Regions from separate parts of the Mus musculus genome. Here region 2 is linked to region 1. A link is a contact called in public HiChIP or PLAC-seq data. All regions are on one chromosome and are shown on one strand. Each heading gives the region's core, a stretch centred on a gene start, on an enhancer-like site or on the middle of the called end of the contact. The rest is flanking DNA. Distances are from core to core; before and after follow the strand shown.

Region 1 (3,585 bases), core at 739-3,238:
CTAGGTCTTCATAAGATGGCAGGCAGGATACAGATGTCCAGCTGAACTACAGTGTCAATGGAAAGGTTTCGTTTTTAACTTTTAAACCAAATTAAAACAAAAGAATTCTCCCAATGTGTGTGTGTGTGTACACGGACACATGGATGTATGTGCAAGCATGTGGAATCTGAGGTCAACCTGCAGCGTCTTGCCTCAGGAACTGTCCACCCTGTCTCTCATTGGAATGTGAAACTTACCCATTAGGCTACAGTGGCCAGCAAGGAACTTGTAGGGATCCACCCACCTCCACCTCCCCAGCCCTGAGATTATCAGCACACACGGGTGCTTATTTATACAGGTGCTGGGGTTTAAACTCATGCCCTCATGCTTTTGTGGCAAGCAGTTACCAAAGTACCTTGAAAAATCCCCAAAGTATCTTGATTAAATCAGAATGGCCTTTCCAGAACCAACAACAATGAAGGAGACCCTAACACTTTGGAGGCCTGAAATATATGTTAACTATTAACACAGAGGGCTGGGCACCTCCAGGGCAGAGAAGAGGTTTGGTGCTCAAAACCATTACTAGGTCTTTTTCACTTCAACTGCCATTCCAAAAGTAGGACCAGCATCTCACACAGCACAGGCACAAGGTATCTCTTTGACACAAAACACCCATTCCTCCCCAAGGTGCTCTCCAGTTGATTTTTTTTTTTTTGAGACAGGGTTTCTCTGTGTAGCCCTGGCTGTCCTGGAACTCACTCTGTAGACCAGGCTGGCCTCGAACTCAAGAGATCCACCTGCTTCTGCCTCCCAAGTATTGGGATTAAAAGCATGCACCGCCATGCCTGGCTTCACTTGACTTATTGTATCTTATTGTCTGCAAGCTCAGCGTCTGTCCCACTACTCCCACGTTGCCACACAGCACTCCCTGTGCCACACACACAGAGTGGAAAGGCATCCATCCCCTTCTTGGAAGTCAACTGATCTGTCTGTCTTCAAACCCAGCTTTGATACATATTCCCCTTGTCATGCCCAGCTTTGATACATATTCCCCTTGTCATACCCAGCTTGATTCATACTCTGCAAAATGGGAATACTTTCTTCTAAGGATTACTGTAAACGAAATGCATTACTACATGATACTCAAGCCACAGGCCAAATATTAGCTCATTTCCATTCTTCTTATTCCATGTTAGAGAGCCTAGGTAGGTTCCACTAAGAAAGCTACCATTTATTTGACATGTGATCCTAAAAGCATGACTCATACCCTGCTCTCCAAATCCTTCAAATTGGGAACTGAAATCAATACTAAGAAATTGCGATCATCTTAAGAAATAATCATTATTTAAAAAACGATGACTCAACTTCACATCCTGATATGTATATATGAGGGAGGTAAGGGTTCACCCGTTGTCAATAACAACCATTAGAAATGAAGGTGGAAAAAAGACAGCAGCTAAAAAGCGGCAGCTAAATTGTTAGCTAACCTTTCCTTGGTAGTGGGTTGTGGTTCAACGGTGTATTAAGAAATGCAAACCCATCCTCCAAAGGGCCTTGAACAGGGAAGGAGTGATCAGACAAATGGGAGGACTGGGTCCTAAGCGGCTACGCGCCTTTACCCCCAAAGGCTGATGTCAGCTCCGGAGTCCCCCCAGGTGGCCCTGCTCGTCTCCAGAGACCACAAGGCCGCTCCGCCCGAGCCAGATCAAGGTCCAGAACCCCGAAGAGGGCCGCCAAGCCCAGACCGCCCCCACTGCGGCCCCCGCCAGCAGCCGCTCCCTCCCAGGGTCCCCGCGCCCCCTAGCTTCCCGCAGTGCTTCCCAGCTACTCACCCGCCACCAGAAAGAACAGGAGAACGACCAGCACAGCCATGGTGCCACGGTTGCTGAAGCGGAGATGAGCCACACGAAAAGGGACGCCGGGACTCAAGCGAGCACTGCAGCTCGACCGAGTGACGCGCTCCCGACGGTTCCGATCCCCAAGCCCCTCCCCTTTAGCCGCTCCAAGACAAGGTCTCAGCCAATCGCCAACTACGCCGCTACACGAGCGAGACGTAGCCTGGTCGACGTCAGCAATTGGGGCGGAGGCGAACGTGATGAATGGCATGCTCTGCCAATAGGAGTCAAGAGTTTTAAGAACAGGGCGGTTCTGTCCCGCCGGCCCACAACGACCGGTCACGAGATGAAGGGTAGGGCCCGCGGTTAGAGCAGGTGGCCCCACTGGTTGCAGGTTCTCGAAAGCCCACAGTGAGGCTTACTCCCGGGTGTGGACTCTTTGTCCAACCTCCGGTGACGATTTTCAACCCAGGCTTCGGTCTTTCCCGGTCTTGCACCTCCCGCCCGCTGCGACTGACAGATGGAAAGCGCTGGGCTAGCTCAGGTTTTGCTCTCTGGAGTACACAGACGCTGAGTACCTGAGGGAAGGAAGCCTGGCGCCTAGGGGAACCCCTGTCCATCTAGAAGAGATGCTACTTAAAATATAGGACTCCCGCTTGAATCTGAGTTGCAAAGAGTGATTTTTAGTGTGTCTAAAATATTTGTTTTACTTATTTTTATATATACGAAGTATCCATTGTCTGAAAGTGAAATATAACAGGGTATCCTGTTTTTTGATTTACTGTATTGAACAACTCTGCCTCCAAACACTGCGTACACAAGGAGTGATCCGATAGAATATTAATTATTTCGTTCTGAAATAATTAATATTTTCTAATCTGAATAAGGAGTTCAGGGAGGCTATGTGACGGCTAGACACACTAATTAGACCAAAATCATCCCTTGGCTCATAGCCTCTTACCTATGATGTAAGGCAAGAAGTGACATTGCCCATAATCTGTGGTTAGAAAACAACTTCTCAGTTGATGACCTTGAAAGATGAATATGATTTTAATATGTAAGTGGAGGATGTGGAAAGTGTAAAGAAAGAGTATAGCATATATGGTAGGGAAATGCCTCTTCCGATGAACTTTTAAATGTTTAGTTGGACAAAAGAGATTTTATAGGATAGAAGGATAGAGCTAAAATTTTAGTTCCTTCCTTCCTTCCTTCCTTCCTTCCTTCCTTCCTTCCTTCCTTTATCGTTTGGGGATGGAACTCCAGATCTGTGCACAATCTAGGCAAGTGCTCTACCACTGAGCCATACCTCAGGAAAATAATTTCTTTTAAAAGACCTTGACTTGTACACAGAAGAACTACAATTCATTAAGTACAAGTGGAGGAACCATTGGAAATGGCTGGACAGTGTTCAGTACACAGACGTAAGATAGGTGCCCTTGAGGGGAGATGGCTGTTTTATTCTTGGAACTGACTACGGGAGAACAAAGCGTTGCAGCACCTCCAGCAGTTAGTTCTCCAGGTGAAACTTAGCCAGCCCCAGAACTGGAATCAACCCCTGCCCCCTTACTCAGAAGGCAGTTTCTAGAAATCGCTATGTTTACCAAAGCCACTCAATTTATAAAGCATTCTGGACTTCCTCACTCAACCTCAGAAAGCTCTTAACTCTCAATTTTGTGTTTTTGTCCAACAGAGAATTTGCACACGTGTCTTTAAAGGACTATGAAGGGCTGGTTGTCTTTCTATTAGGAATGTAAAATTATTATATTAGAAC
Region 2 (3,149 bases), core at 317-2,816, 250 kb before region 1:
GTGCCTGCCTGGAAGTCAGTATTCTGCTAGCCACCTTTGGATGAAGATGTAGAACTTTTAGCTTCTCCTGTACCATGCCTGCCTGGACTTGCCATGTTCTTGCCTTAATGATAATGAACTAGACTTCTCAACCTGTAAGCCAGCCCTAATTAAATGTTGTCCATATAAGAATTGCCTTAGTCATGGTGTCTGTTCACAGCAGTAAAACCTTCCTAAGACAATGAGGTTAATAAAGACATTTTAAGCCGGGCAGTGGTGGCACATGCCTTTAATCCCAGCACTTGGGAGGCAGAGGCAGGTGGATTTCTTAGTTTGAGGCCAGCCTGGTCTACAGAGTGAGTTCTAGGACAGCCAGGGCTACACAGAGAAACCCTGTCTCGAACACTCCCCTCCCCCCCCCAAAAAAAACCCCAAACCAAAAAACAAATAAAAAAAAAGACAGGCGGTGGTGACACACACCTTTAATCCCAGCACTTGGGAGGCAGAGACAGGCGGATTTCTGAGTTCGAGGCCAGCCTGGACTACAGAGTGAGTTTCAGGACAGCCAGGGCTATACAGAGAAACCCTGTCTCAAAAAAAAAAAAAAAAAAAAAAAAAAAGACATTTTTATATAGGTTTTAAGCACACATATTAACAAAGAAGATTTTTGTTTTGTTTTGTTTTTTGTTTTGTTTTTTGAGACAGGGTTTCTCTGTATAGCCCTGGCTGTCCTGGAACTCACTTTGTAGACCAGGCTGGCCTAAGATTTTTTTAAAGGTTTATTTGTTATGTATTATATGTAAGAGTACTTTCTCTGCATGCCCACATTGGATCCTGTTATTGATGGTTGTGAGGCATCATGAGGTTGCTAGGAATTGAACTTAGGACCTCTGGAAGAGCAGAGCAGTCAGTACTCTTAAGACCAAGCCATCTCTCCAGCCCCAAGAAAGAAGATTTTAAGCACCCAGAGTAAAGGGCAAAAGAGACAATCAAGAGAAGACCAAGACATACTCACGTGTGGGCATGGGCTTCTCAAGACAGAGTCACCTATTTTTACTTGGGATTGGAGAGAGAGGCAGTCAGTGCCAGCTACTCTGTTTTAGGAGTTCTGAAATCTGCCAAAAAAAACCAACCAAACAAACAAACAAACAAACAAGACTGGGTGGTCTCCTAACCCTCCAAGCTTTAAAAGGCCACACCAGTGGTGGAACACAGCTGTCTCATCTCTGAAAAGAAATGGACAAAGTGACAGGTGAGGCAGAAAAATGTAGGTTGTCAGAAGGCAATTTAAGTTATAGTTATGGAAGGGCCAGGAGTTCTTCTAGCCATAAGCTAAGCGGCATGATACTACAGGGGGTTGCTTTTAAAGAGTGACCAAGCATGCCGGGGAGAAGGCTCAGCAGGGACAAGCACTTGTAAGCCATATGTTCTAGTGTTCCGGTTTGCCTTCTGTTGCTGTGATAAATACTATGACCAAACAAACAACTCAGAGGAGGAAAGGCTTTCTTTAAGCTCTAGGTCCCCCAGTCTGTCCTTGAGGGAAGACAGGGCAGGAAGTTAAGCAAGAAACTGAAGCAGAAACTGTGGAGGAACATCACTTCCTCCCTTACTCTCTGGCTTAAACTCAGCTAGCTTTCTTATGGAGCCCCAACTCAGCTGCCTAGAGATAGGATTGCTCACAGTGGGCTGGGCTCTCCAGTAATGATCATCAGTCCCAGTCATTTCTCAGCCAAGACTCCTTCAGATGACTGTAAGCTGGTCAAATTGAACACTGTACAAAACTGATACTTGAGTTTGATCCCCAGAACGTAAGGGGGAAGGAACTTGTATGTGGATTCATGCAGCAAGGCTTCCGTAATAAGCCAGAAAATTTCCCAAAGGTCTCCAAGTTCCCTGCCATTTGCTACCAGTGGGCAAATCATTCAATGTCCAAAGCCTTCACTATGTGGTGGATGATTCTTAGTAGAGCAATTTTATAAAAGTCTCATCAATGTTGATGATCGTCAGACTATCACAGCACTGGTGTAGCCTGTGGCTAAGGGTCATGCTTTGTACATGGAATACCCCGGCCAGAGCCTCTAGTCTTCCTCATCCTATATACTTGTCTGAATTAGGGTTTTATTGCTGTGAACAGACACCATGACCAAGTCAACTTATAAAGGACAACATTTAATTGGGGCTGGCTTACAGGTTCAGAGGTTCTGTCCATTATCATCAAGGTGGTAACATGACAGCATCCAGTCAGACTTGGGGCTAGAGGAGCTGAGAGTTCCACCTCTTGTTCCAAAGGCAGCTAGGAAAAGAATGGCTTCCATGCAGCTAGGATGAGGGTCTTAAATCTCATGCCCACAGTGACACACTTCCCCAACAAGGCCACACCTCCTAATAGTGCCATTCCCATCACAATACTGTAGCTCCTTCCTAAGATTCTGAGGCCACCTAAGGTTAGTGAGGGCAGAATTGTGTACCGGGGGGGGGGGGGGGAATGACCAGATACTCAGTTCCCAATGACCGTCTACACCCGTCCTTCTCCGAAAGCTAATAGCCCACAGACCAGATTCAGGGGTCGCCTGCAGGTAGGCACAGCTCATCTTATGGACATGTTGACTGTTTGGCTTGGAGGATAGTCCTGTACAACAATTCCCTAAGAAGAAAGAGAGCTGTACCCTGTATTGAATTCTGTGGGTACTGGAGAATGTCTGTGCTTCATTCAGACATAGTACTTGGTCTTTTGAATCAGTTCATGTCTTGAAGCAGTATCCTTTGAGTGGGACTTCTACCAACATCTGTGTTGGAAGCTGTCTGGCAAGCTGCGGTGTACATGTCACTGTTAGGGTCCTGTAACTTCATGATCTCTAGGGGTGATTTGATGGCTTGAAGACTCTGGCAAGAGCTTGGGATACAGCTCAGTAGTAGAGTGATTGCTGAGCATGTGTGATCCCTAGTACTGGAAGATACTGGCAAAGGCAGGGAGCTTCCGCCAAAAATGCCCCTTGGCATTTGGTATGAGTTTCCTTCCTGACAATGGCTACCAGAAAAAAAGCCTTTGGAAGAATACCTCAGCCTGTTCCTGGGTTCTGGTTGAAAAGGAGCGCCTACCCTATCACTGCAAACAACAGTAACAAAAGCCGATCATTTAATTCATAGAGGTCCTGGGCCTGTCTAGAGTG

The links. HiChIP or PLAC-seq counts read pairs in DNA pulled down with a chosen protein or histone mark.
Region 2: an H3K27ac HiChIP or PLAC-seq map of microglia shows a contact between it and region 1, with 5 times the contacts expected there. The contact joins the enhancer-like site here to the promoter of Atp6ap2 in region 1. A contact is called at or near these places in 2 of 39 promoter capture datasets (embryonic stem cells and liver), 2 of 484 Hi-C or Micro-C datasets (CD8 T cells and embryonic stem cells), 8 of 115 datasets of contacts at active chromatin or transcription factors (effector CD8 T cells, embryonic stem cells, epiblast stem cells and 3 more) and 2 of 9 other capture datasets (adipose tissue and liver).

Annotation. Positions count from the first base shown.
Region 1 is chrX:12,586,162-12,589,746 of GRCm38.p6, reverse strand. It overlaps Atp6ap2 (ATPase, H+ transporting, lysosomal accessory protein 2), which reads right to left and starts at 1,988. Exons shown (of 9, transcript NM_027439.4): 1 at 1,812-1,988. The coding sequence starts at 1,851.
Region 2 is chrX:12,831,323-12,834,471 of GRCm38.p6, reverse strand. No RefSeq gene overlaps it. Among named protein-coding and RNA genes, the nearest start is that of Gm14634, 71 kb to the right of the region's middle. Within about 2 kb of position 1,566, at least 23 of the 459 cell types and tissues checked have an H3K27ac peak or open chromatin away from gene starts, as enhancers often do. A contact at or near this core is called in microglia, where this site is marked.